Regions from separate parts of the Danio rerio genome. Here region 2 is linked to region 1. The links are chromatin contacts, called in public HiCAR-type maps. All regions are on one chromosome and are shown on one strand. Each heading gives the region's core, a stretch centred on a gene start, on an enhancer-like site or on the middle of the called end of the contact. The rest is flanking DNA. Distances are from core to core; before and after follow the strand shown.

Region 1 (5,755 bases), core at 1,647-4,146:
CTAATAATTCTGGCTTTAACTGTATATAAATAATCTTTTTTTTTTTTTTTGATCGTGTAGTTCAGGATCAATGTTATCAATGTTATATGTAAAGTTATTGAAATGTTCATTTTCTTTTTTTTTAATTGAACAAGTTTAAATTTGTTTGAAAGTCATTTTAATGTGAGCTAAAATGACTTGTAGAGTTTTTTTGTAGCCATTCCGTAGTGATAATTACATACATTTGCAAACAGTCCGTGGTGAAATGAACTACAGTACAACACACTATAGTACAAGTTACCTCATTGAAGATGGCTATATTCTCACACTGAAGAATCTTGGTTTTGTGAGTAAAACCTGTAAACACAGTAAAACAACAACAACAACAAACATATTTAGCAGTTAATATGGCATTCAAGAAAGTGAATTCCTACATATATATTTCATATTGTTTCTTATATAACAAAACTAAAATTTATAGAAATTAAAAATGTTACTATACTATAAAATAAAAAGAAATGTATAATAATATTCAATTAAATTTGTAGTATATGTATAAATATAGTATATATATATATATATATATATATATATATATATATATATATATATATATATATATATATATATATATGTATGTATGTATGTATATATATATATATATATATATATATATATATATATATGTATGTATGTATGTATGTATGTATGTATGTATGTATGTATGTATATATATATATATATATATATATATATATATATATATGTATGTATGTATGTATGTATGTATGTATGTATGTATGTATGTATATATATATATGTATGTATGTATGTATGTATGTATATATATATATATATATATATATATATATATATATATATATATATATATATATATATATATATATATATATATATATATACTAAAAAATTTAAACAATGTATTTTTTTGTTTCTCTTCACTTTTCCTGTTTATTAAATGTTTATTTAATATGTCCCCCCAACATCTTATATTATTTTGTTGGATCATAGATCCAGATTTGGCTTTGGTACTGACTAATCTAATGTGTATGCACTAATATATTCATGTAAAGTATCCTATAGAAAATAAAAATAAATAAAGAGAGATCTGTGAGCGGTGTACTCCTTTATCCTGAGCACTGTATTGGTCACACTTTACAAAAAGTTCCCATTAGTTCTATTTACTAATGTAAACAATACTTGTACAGTATTTATTAATCATAGTTAAACATTTACTAATGCATTATTAAAATCCAATTTGCTAGTTAACATCAATGCACTGAGTTAACATGAACTAACAATGAATGACTTCCTTTATTAAATAATGTTAATAAAGATTAATTAAATATAGTAATTGCATCATTCATTCTTTAGTACATTCAGTAAGTAATATAACCCTATTGCAAAGTGGTACATATTCATATAAACATGAAACATAATTATTCTGACCAGTGTACTTTTCACAAATATAAATGAACATAGGATCATAATATTTTTTTATATATATTTGAAGTACTTAATGTAAGACAAAGAAAAGTGGCAAAATTTTAAAAAAATATAAATTAAAATTTACAATTATTGTCGCTGCACTGTGATCCTGGGATAGTCCACCCAAAAATCTAAATTCGGTCATCATTTACTTACCATTTTAAACCTTACCGAGTTTCTTTCTTCTAGAGCTGGAAACCTGTTACCGTTGGCTTCCATAGTATTTGCTTTTCCCACTATGGAAGTTAATGGCGGTTACAGGTTTTCAGCTTTTTCTTATATCGTATTTTGTGTTAAACAGAAGAAAAATCCACTTTAAGGTGAGCAAATTTACATTTTAGGGGAACTATCATTTTAAATGGAGTCTTTAACATATAATTAAACGATTTTTATCTAATTTAAATATAGGCTTTAAGACAATATTTATTAGTAAGTGAACTATTGTTACACTGAACATTTTAGTGAATGGCTAATAGTAAATTACCCACAGATTAAAAAGATAACCATAATTTGTTAGTTTTTGTTTGGATTCATGTAACCCATTTCTGACTTTGACCCACGGTTATTATTTATATATCACATGCTTATTACTTACCTCTAAAAGACAATTCCACTTTCCTGTCATATTTCCCGGGTAGATTGAATATCTTCTTTAACAGCACAGTGATGGACATGTTTGAGAGATGCGGTGTTTCTGTGTCTTGTAATCCTCCTGAGCAGGTGTTTTATCTTTGGATGAATCTGGTTCTCATTGTTAAAAGTTGCAAATACGATGCTCAGTGCTCACCTCTTACATGAAATAACTGACAGAACGACAAACCTCAACGTTAACCTGCTTTCAAATATCCAAACCACACGAGGCCTTCCAATACACTGTTAAAGCACACGATCCTTCATCTCGAGGAACTGTGCAGGAATCTCATCTGAAGGAAACTCCCCAGACGACATATTTACCTATGATAATTTAAAAGTTAGCAAATGAATTGTCAGTCAAGCAATGGCGTAATTTGAGAATATGGTGAACCGGCTCGCCTCAGATTAGCATTTTAAGGGTTAGTTCACCACAAAATGAAAATTCTGCCATCGTTCACTCGCTCTCATAACTTGTGAGCTCCAAACACAAATAATATTTACCACAAATATTGTGAATACACTCATTATACAAAAAGTTTAAAACAGAATCCGTATTTTTAAGTTATGGTTAAGGTCCGTAATGAAAGGGTTGGTTCTTTTTATTTAAAAAAAAAAAAGTCGACCTTTGGTTTTTGTTATTTGCTTCATTCTTTATTAAATTGAGGTTCAAATACTGCATTATTGTGACATTTTAAAAACTAATCTTGTCAGATATAACAACACTTTGATGCAACAAAAATATTTCCTGCAATTTTGTGAAAATGCTTACCATACTATTTTATCAAAGTGCTAATTTACAAATGTGCATTTAAACTAGTTTTATAAAAATTGCTATGATTAGAAATTCAAATTTAACACTTTGAACAAAAAAAATCTGAAATATTTTTAAAATACAAATTTATTATACGTTATTTAAAAAACTAAATAAAATTAGAAACCTGTTTATACTTAAAAAAAAAAAAAAAAAAAAAACTGTAACCTGAAGGCAAATTACTAACTGGTCAGGGCTGCGTTTCCCAAAAGCATCGTAAGCCTAAGAAGTTCGTAGAAATGATCGTACGACTGATCTTAATATTACGGTCTGTTTCCCAAAAGCATCGTAACTTAAGTAGCACTTGAAAATCTTAGTGGATCTACGAGTGCTCTGGAGTAATCGTAAAGCCTTAAGTGCATCGTAAGGAGACAGAGTTATGAGGGCACCTGCTGGACAACCGGCAAATTGCACCTACAATTTACTTCTCTTCAAAGTCATTATTCATTTTATTTGTACGTATATCTCTATTCATTTATATTTTCTACACATTACACAATTCAATATACAAATAATAATGAATAAAGAAAAAAATAAAAATTACATAATAAATGTTAGAATGAAAAAAAAATTACACTGTTGTATATGGACATTTCGAGGGTAGTAGGCTACATATGTTGTATTTAACAGAAAATATTTAATGTGATTTAAAGATGACACAAATAAAGGAGGAACTCAAAAAAATGTGTCAATGACTTGCTGGCGTGCCCCAAACCCAGCCATGTATTGAACATGTCTTGGCTGATCATCATGAATTGATAAATAATTCTACTTAATTAAGGTTTCATATAAATATCGAAAATGATGCTGATGTCATTTCCGGCAAGGACTGTTAGAATTAGTTTTATGCGAGATTGGAGCAAGACAGTGTTTTTACAGTACGACATTTCCAGTTAATTTATGTTTTTAAACTGGCTCAAAAATATTTTTTTTTATGTTATTCGAGTTGAATATACATTCACACAAGTAGAAGAAGAATTATATGGATTGCTATAACATGTGCAACAATAACGAGCCATTCTATAGCGTGACATTTCAGCACTTAACAAACGGATAGCGACTCCTAAGTTGCACTTAAAGCTGGGCTACGTGCAATTGTGTTAAGTGCATTTTTGGGAAACGCACGTGAAACAATAACGAACGTTCGCAAAATGACTCGTAGAAAACGCTCTTAAGTGCTAAGATCAATCGTTATCGGGAAACGCAGCCCAGCTCATTTCCTTCAGAATCTGTCCATTTGAACATAAAAAAAATAAATGCACCCCTGCTGCTAAATGAACCCCCTCATAGAGACTTTTTTTTAAATCAAGGGCATAATTGATTTAAATGTGAAAAGATTATTATTTTGATGGATAAAGGACAAAAAGTGAAATACATTTTAAAACGCTCTATAGATTAACCAATAAATGTAAAATATTAATAATGACTGTGTAGCTTAAATTTGGGCTTTTTGGTTGATTTTAAACAGACATGGAAGACATAAAATTGTTGTTGCCATTTTTTACTAAACCACACATTAAACAATTTACTTCATCTCATCTTCATTGTATTTAAAGTCATTCTATCTATTTATTTATCTTCAGTAAGGGAAGAGTTCCATTCATGATACTCACCTCAGTCCCCACTCTCATTAGATATATAGTTTTTTTTTTTCTTTTAAATCAATTTCTGTAAATAGATGCACATTTCAGAGAGGGTGCATTTTACGTCAGGGGTGCGCACCCCAGCACAACAGTCTGAAAGGCTTCTTCTATCGTTTTTTTTTTTCACTATATATGATGACGTACTGTCAAAAATGGGACAAATGAGTTCATATAGGTGCCAAATTCTGGACTTTGTCAGTGGGTGGTGGGTCTTTCGAACCACATGAACCCCCCTGGCTCTGGGCCTGTAGTTCTATTGTACGTCAAATTAAATTAATCTGTCATGCCAGGCAAGAATGAACTTCATTAGTTTTCGCGCATCAAACAAACTTACTGGAGCTTATGTGACAAAGACGCAAATATTGGTTACTCAATGTTTATATGTGAATACAAGTTTAAATAAAATCGGTTTGACATATAAAGTAATAGTGCCTCTTCTCAAGACTTGGATTAAACCACTTCAGATGGAATTCTTTCTTTCTTTAGGAGCATTTTAAGTTTTTTGGAGAAAACACAGAAGAACAGAATTTTAAATTTAACCAAACATTAATTTCTCAACCAAACACAAATTCAGTTCTTATAAGGGCAAGTAAATAATGACACAACAAGTTTCCTTTCTAGGTTGAACAAAAACTTTGACCACCTAAAGAGCCAGCGGGTATTGGGTACATTGATTTAACTAATTAATACAAGTGGGTATTGGATACACTGATTTAACCAATAACAAATAAAACTATTGTATGTGGGCAAATCACATGAAAAACCACACATTCAGTGTAAAAAAGCACACAAACAAGAATGTAATGTGTGTTAATAAGGCAATGTCTTTATTTCTTTTTAGACAGTTATAAAAAGCAGTGTAATAGCTACAACGGCTTCTGAAGAACTGAACATGTTGCAGTGTAAACATTAGATTTCATCATTAGGAAAAACCAATGGCTGCTCATAACAGGATTAAGAACCCATTCCCTTTAAATCACTACATTAAAAAAAGAAGCTTTAATCAGGCTAATGGTCCCATAAGGCTTTACATGGCAAGTGCGAGCATACATACATACATATGCAGATTGAGTTTGCTGTGCGATTAAGGTGCAAAGATTTGTGTTAGAGGAATCAAATGAACAACATAATTTCTGGCTCTCAAAACAAATCTTTAAAAGATTCTTCTTGGCACAAAGGA
Region 2 (5,644 bases), core at 375-2,874, 130 kb before region 1:
AACCGCCCAAATGTTGATTTGCATGTTTAGAGATATACTACTAGCTATCCTGACATTGAATATAATCTGCAGTAAATATTTATGGAACTTATAACATCAAAGGTTTATCCATTGTCAAAAGTTTGAATAGTGTAAAAAAGGCTTGAACATACAAAGCAGGGTGCGTAATCAGACTTTGTATACTATAAGTAGGCCCACACGGAATCTGCGCTCACAGAATTCCGCAGCTTTCCACAGATTTTTAGTCCCTTGTTTTTTCTAATTATTTACTTTTGTAAATATGTGTAAATTTATATTTATTCAGTTTTTTTATTAATTTCCGTAATATTATTGACTAATACAAAACTATTCATATGATTGTTTACAATACAGTTTGTAAAGTAATATTTTCCGTCTTTTAGTAGATATATTATAGGAGAGACATGCTTTGTTTACCAGATAAAGTGGATATAATTGACTTTGCATTGTAAACATTAAATAAAAATAAAAAAGGTATTTTTTTTTTATTTCATATATTAAGTTTTTAGTTATGATACTCCCAAAATCCGCAGACTCTGTCTGGCCCTGACTATAAGTCTCAAGCCGTTTATTCTTAACAGAGAATAAAGTAAAGGATTTGTTTTGTTCTTGTATTTGTTTTATTCTCTTTTTTCACTGTATTTATTTTATTAATAAAAGTCTATTTTTATTAATTTTCTTCCTGGAGAGCACATTGGCTTCATACGTAGAACCCATCAAGATACCTGTAGTAAGGTATGAAGCAAATTATTCCTTGAAAAATATTACAAAAGATGGTCCTAAACAAAACACTTGCTAGGAAATATATTCAAGAGAGGATCCTGGTTTCTTTATTTAAATAGAGTATTTATTGAAGGCATCCAAATATTTAAAGCTTGCAAAAATAATATTATAGTGCAGTATGTGTATATAGATGATTTCTTGCAAATTTACAGGTACAAGGACAAAAATGTATCAAAAGCTAAAGAGATCGTCACCCAAAAATGGAAATTGTTGTTGTTCATTTGCTCACCGAAAAGACATAAGATATGGGTCTTTTGTATAGAGCGTTAAAGAGGAGTTTTAGCTCAATGGCTATTAGCACTTTGAGAGGGAAAAAAACAAATACATGCAAAACAAAATGAATACCTTTGGCTCCTGATGATACATTAAAGTCTTAGGAAGAAAAACGATCAGTTGATTCAATAAAAGTTGTAATAAATGTTTTGTTTCTTGCACAGATTTACAGTTTCATTTATATTTTATTTGAGCATATATGGACCACATTTTCATCTAAAAATTCCTTTTTTAAAAGCACCACTGTAGAAAAAGTATCATCTACATCTTTGATGGCCTGAGAGTGAATTCCAAACAGGTAATTTAATTTTTTGGGTGAGCTCAATAATATTTAATATTGAGATTTTACCTATGACGGTCACTGCATTTGCATATTATTCCAATATACTTAAAAAAAAAAAAAAAAAAAACACTACTCGTAGTGCATATGAAAAATATGTTACTTTAATGTATTTTGTCACCTGACGCGCCACAGTCACAGCAAACACTGTTTCCAGGCATGCGGCGGATATCCTCAGTAATGGCTCGTGTCAGATCCTCGACGCTGTTCTCTCCGCTGGGCCTCCGCTCATCCAGAGCCACATTTAAAGCCTCCTGCTTACTGTTCGTCAGCACCGATATCCAGCTGATATTTTTAGAAAGATGCAATAACAAAAAACAACCGTTAGATGGCGACAAGACACTTCAGATCTAAATAGCATCACCCTTCTCATGTGGCATCAAGAATAAAACTGACTAGTGTATTCAGCATTGAACTCCATTGTGTTATTAATGGGATAGTTTTTGTTTTTACTATAATTAGTTCGTTATTAAACATTATATACTGCATTATACTGCATCATTATTTAATGTTTTAAAAAACGTTTTCTAGTTATTTTTAAAATAATACACAAATAAATTAGGAAATTACCCATGGTAAATTTAATGCAATACAGTTTATCTTTGGCCCATAGCCCTCAACATCAACCCTCAAGAAAATGTTTGGCCACCCCTGACTTAAATGGATCAACGATTGTTTTTTAACGTCACCTCATCCTTTAGTTTCTCATCAAATTTTCTGACCAATCAAAGGCTTTCTAGTATCTGACATGTCCCGCCCATTTTAAGGCCTACTTATTTGCTTTTCATTGGATGCGCTTAATCTCAACCCCTCTCAATGGCAGAGCTATGATAAAACAAAATACCATTGGCTGTTTTTTAAAGGGGAGGAGCTACTCTTTGTGCCACCAGTTAAAATTACAACAAACATTAAACAAACACAGATTTCAAAAGCACTTCACAGGACATGAAACACAAATGAATGGAAATCTGCTGTTTCCACTTTAACAACATTAGAAGAAATTACAATAAAACTAAAAGTAATCCCTGTAGTAATCTACAATACTTTTCAGATGCAACTTGTGATCTTTTATTACTATTTTTTTAAAATGCAATTAAAACAATATACAGTTCTTTAAATTTAATATTTTAAATTGGCTATGTAAAGCCATTACATGTATTTTGTTACTGTTCCTCAGCCCTGTTTGTGACTAAACATGATCCAGATATGAGTGTTTATCAGCAATTAATGAGAAAACCCCATAGTTCGCAGCTTAGGGACTTTTATAAACAGTGGAGAGACTTTTAGCACATCTATTCAGTTAATAGCCTCATTTCTAAAAAGGTGTGATATAATGCAGAAATCAATAATCTTTGCTCCTCTTCAGTTGTGACATTTAGCTAAAGTCAGAAAGCTGGGTTGTGATCTGATATGAGATGCACTTCAATCATCATACGGACAGACGTACAGTATCAGAGGAAGAAATGCTGCATATTTCTCTTTCTCTCCAAGAAAGAGGCTCTGTTCCTCTGTCAGGATGGAAAGGTCAGATTGGAAGAGGTGTGTGTGCGTGCGTGCGTATGTGTGTGTGTGTGAACTGAAAATTATACAAGCTCTCTGCTATCTGCAAGGATCCACACATTCTCATCTGACAGTCACATGAGTGGAGTGAGACGCACACAGATCAGTGTTTGGCAGAGGAAGGCATTTCTCTTTCAAAAGCCTGCACAATCATGAGTACTATTAGAGTTTTGTGGCTTTTTGATCGGGCTGTTATCTTTGAGGTTATCTTTACAGAATAACACTTTATTATTATTATTTTTAGACATACTGTAGTCAATATTGGAAGTGGATCAACATGTTTTTCCAAATTGTCCTGAGGAATGTTTGTTGTTCAATAGTTTTCATTAACCTTTGATGAAAAGTTTTGATCCACTTCTAATCTTGACCACTGAGTATGTGTAGCAAGATAAGTGGAAATGATCTCCGTGTGAAATATTGTGGCTTTTTATTCTTTTTTTTTTCGTCTTCATCTATGTAAAGCTGCTTTAACACAATCTACATTAAGTGCTAACAATGTTACAGGAATAAAGATGTCTTGACTGTTGAAGTCAGAATTATTATCTCCCATTTGATTTTTTTAAATATTTCCCAAATGATGTTTAACAGAGCAAGGAAATGTTCACAGTATGTCTGATAATATTATTTTTTTCTGGAGAAAGTCTTATTTGTTTTATTTCGGCTAGAATAAAAGTATTTTAAATTTTTTCAAACCATTTCAAGGTCAAAATTATTAGCCCCTTTAAGCTATATTTTTTAGAGGTTCGAACCAACGACCCAGCGACCTTTTTGCTGTGAGGCGACAGCAATACCTACTGCGCCACTGTGTCGCCCAATAGAGATATATTGTTGCTTTAATATATAACATGATTTAAATCAGCGTTTAGGCTCGATATTCAGGCACACTTCTGTTGGTCCTCAATCTGATAACCTGAGCTTTTGTTTTTTCTGATCCAGGAATGCAATACCTAGTTCAACCACTGGGTGTCACACTTACATACTGCACCTTAAAATTCATTCATTCATTCATTTTCTTGTCGGCTTAGTCCCTTAATTAATCCAGGGTCGCCACAGCGGAATGAACCACCAACTTGTCCAGCATGTTTTTACACAGCGGATGCCCTTCCAGCCGCAACCCATCTCTGGGAAACATCCACATACTCATTCGTACACACACTCATACACTACGGACAATTTAGCCTACCCAGTTCACCTGTACCGCATGTCTTTTGACTATGGGGGAAACCGGAGCACCCGGAGGAAACCCACGCGAACGCAGGAAAAACATGCAAACTCCAAACAGAAACGCCAACTGAGCCAAGGCTCGAACCAGCGACCTTCTTGCTGTGAGGCGACAGCACTACCTACTGCACCACTGCATCTGAATTACTCTGTAATTCATTTAATACTGAACTTTCAGGACCATTTATCCAGTTTTCAGTGTCACATGATCCCTCAGAAGCCTCTTGATTATGTTGATTTTATGCTATAGAAACATTTCTGATTACTATAATCAAACAGTTGTGCTGATTAATATTTTTGTGCAGAACAAACATTTAAGGATTCTTTGATGACTAGAAAGCTAGAAACAAAACTCGATGAACCACTTGGAGTTCAAACTTTCTAGTTCAACAGGAAATATGTTATGCATCATATGCATTCATTCATTCACTCATTCATTTTCTTGTCGGCTTAGTCCCTTTATTAATCCGGGGTCGCCACAGCTGTATGAACCGCCAACTTATCCAGCAAGTTTTTACGCAGTGGATGCCCTTCCAGCCACAACCCATCTCTGGGAAACATCCACACACACAGAAACGGCAACTGAGCCGAGGCTCGAACCAGCGACCTTCTTGCTGTCTTCTTGCGACAGCACTACCTACTGCGCCACTGCTTCGCCCCGCATAATATGCATATATACTTATAATGTCTCTGTACTAGTTCATGACACATTTTGTGGACAGCTATACATCATTTATTGTTTGGATTTTTGCACATTAATGATTAATGACTCATTCAGGTACATTAATGCTCTAAGGTGGAACAGCCTATTTGAACAGGTTGTGTGTCATACAATTATTGCTATGAATAAACAAAAGAAATACTTACGCCACACAATCACACTCATCATCAGCCAGAAAATGGTAAGTGCGATTATCTAAAAAAAAAAAGAAAGAAAATAAAACAACCCTCATTATTCCTTGCAAATTTACAATTCATCCTCAGCTGGCACCAGCTAACGTGTAATCAGCAAACAATCAGGAGATAAAAACAGGTTTGAGGTCCTTTGTTAAAACACAAGTGGGAGGAAAGAACAAATCATTTGTGCTCAAGTGCAAATACCAAATCTTTAAATAGTGTTTAGGAACAACCTGCTCTAAGTTCAAGGACCTCGGTATTGTGTCCCAAAATATGTCTGGATTTTTGTATGATGTCATAACGACGCTGGAGACCTGAGGCCTGAATAATGCATGGATGCATGAAGATACAATTAAGCAATGCACTCCCCAATAGCCTGGGGTTTTTACGCTTCAGCTCTGCATGAAGCTCCCAAAATCTACCTCTGATGGTTTTTTTGTCCATTATATAACTTAAAAGAGTGGGATAGATGCGAGTGTGTGGTTTACTTACGTGAGATGAGGTCAAAGCATTTCTTGTCTTCTAGACTGGGCTTGACTTGGCAGGTGAGGA

Evidence for each region. HiCAR-type assays count read pairs that join an accessible place to other places.
Region 2: a contact with region 1 is called in a HiCAR-type map of caudal fin, with 11 times the contacts expected there. The contact joins the enhancer-like site here to the promoter of fer1l4 in region 1. A contact is called at or near these places in 7 of 18 Hi-C or Micro-C datasets (caudal fin, embryo, hematopoietic stem cells and 1 more) and 1 of 4 datasets of contacts at active chromatin or transcription factors (caudal fin).

What each region holds. Positions count from the first base shown.
Region 1 is chr11:28,471,675-28,477,429 of GRCz12tu, reverse strand. It overlaps fer1l4 (fer-1 like family member 4), which reads right to left and starts at 2,896. Exons shown (of 46, transcript XM_073916769.1): 1 at 2,084-2,896; 2 at 281-336. The coding sequence starts at 2,162. It overlaps cpne1 (copine I), which reads right to left. Exons shown (of 16, transcript NM_199699.2): 16 at 5,377-5,755.
Region 2 is chr11:28,603,046-28,608,689 of GRCz12tu, reverse strand. unm_sa1614 (un-named sa1614) reads right to left here. Exons shown (of 28, transcript XM_685280.10): 12 at 5,585-5,644; 13 at 5,063-5,111; 14 at 1,536-1,699. Among named protein-coding and RNA genes, the nearest start is that of st3gal8, 49 kb to the left of the region's middle. Within about 2 kb of position 1,624, at least 20 of the 62 cell types and tissues checked have an H3K27ac peak or open chromatin away from gene starts, as enhancers often do.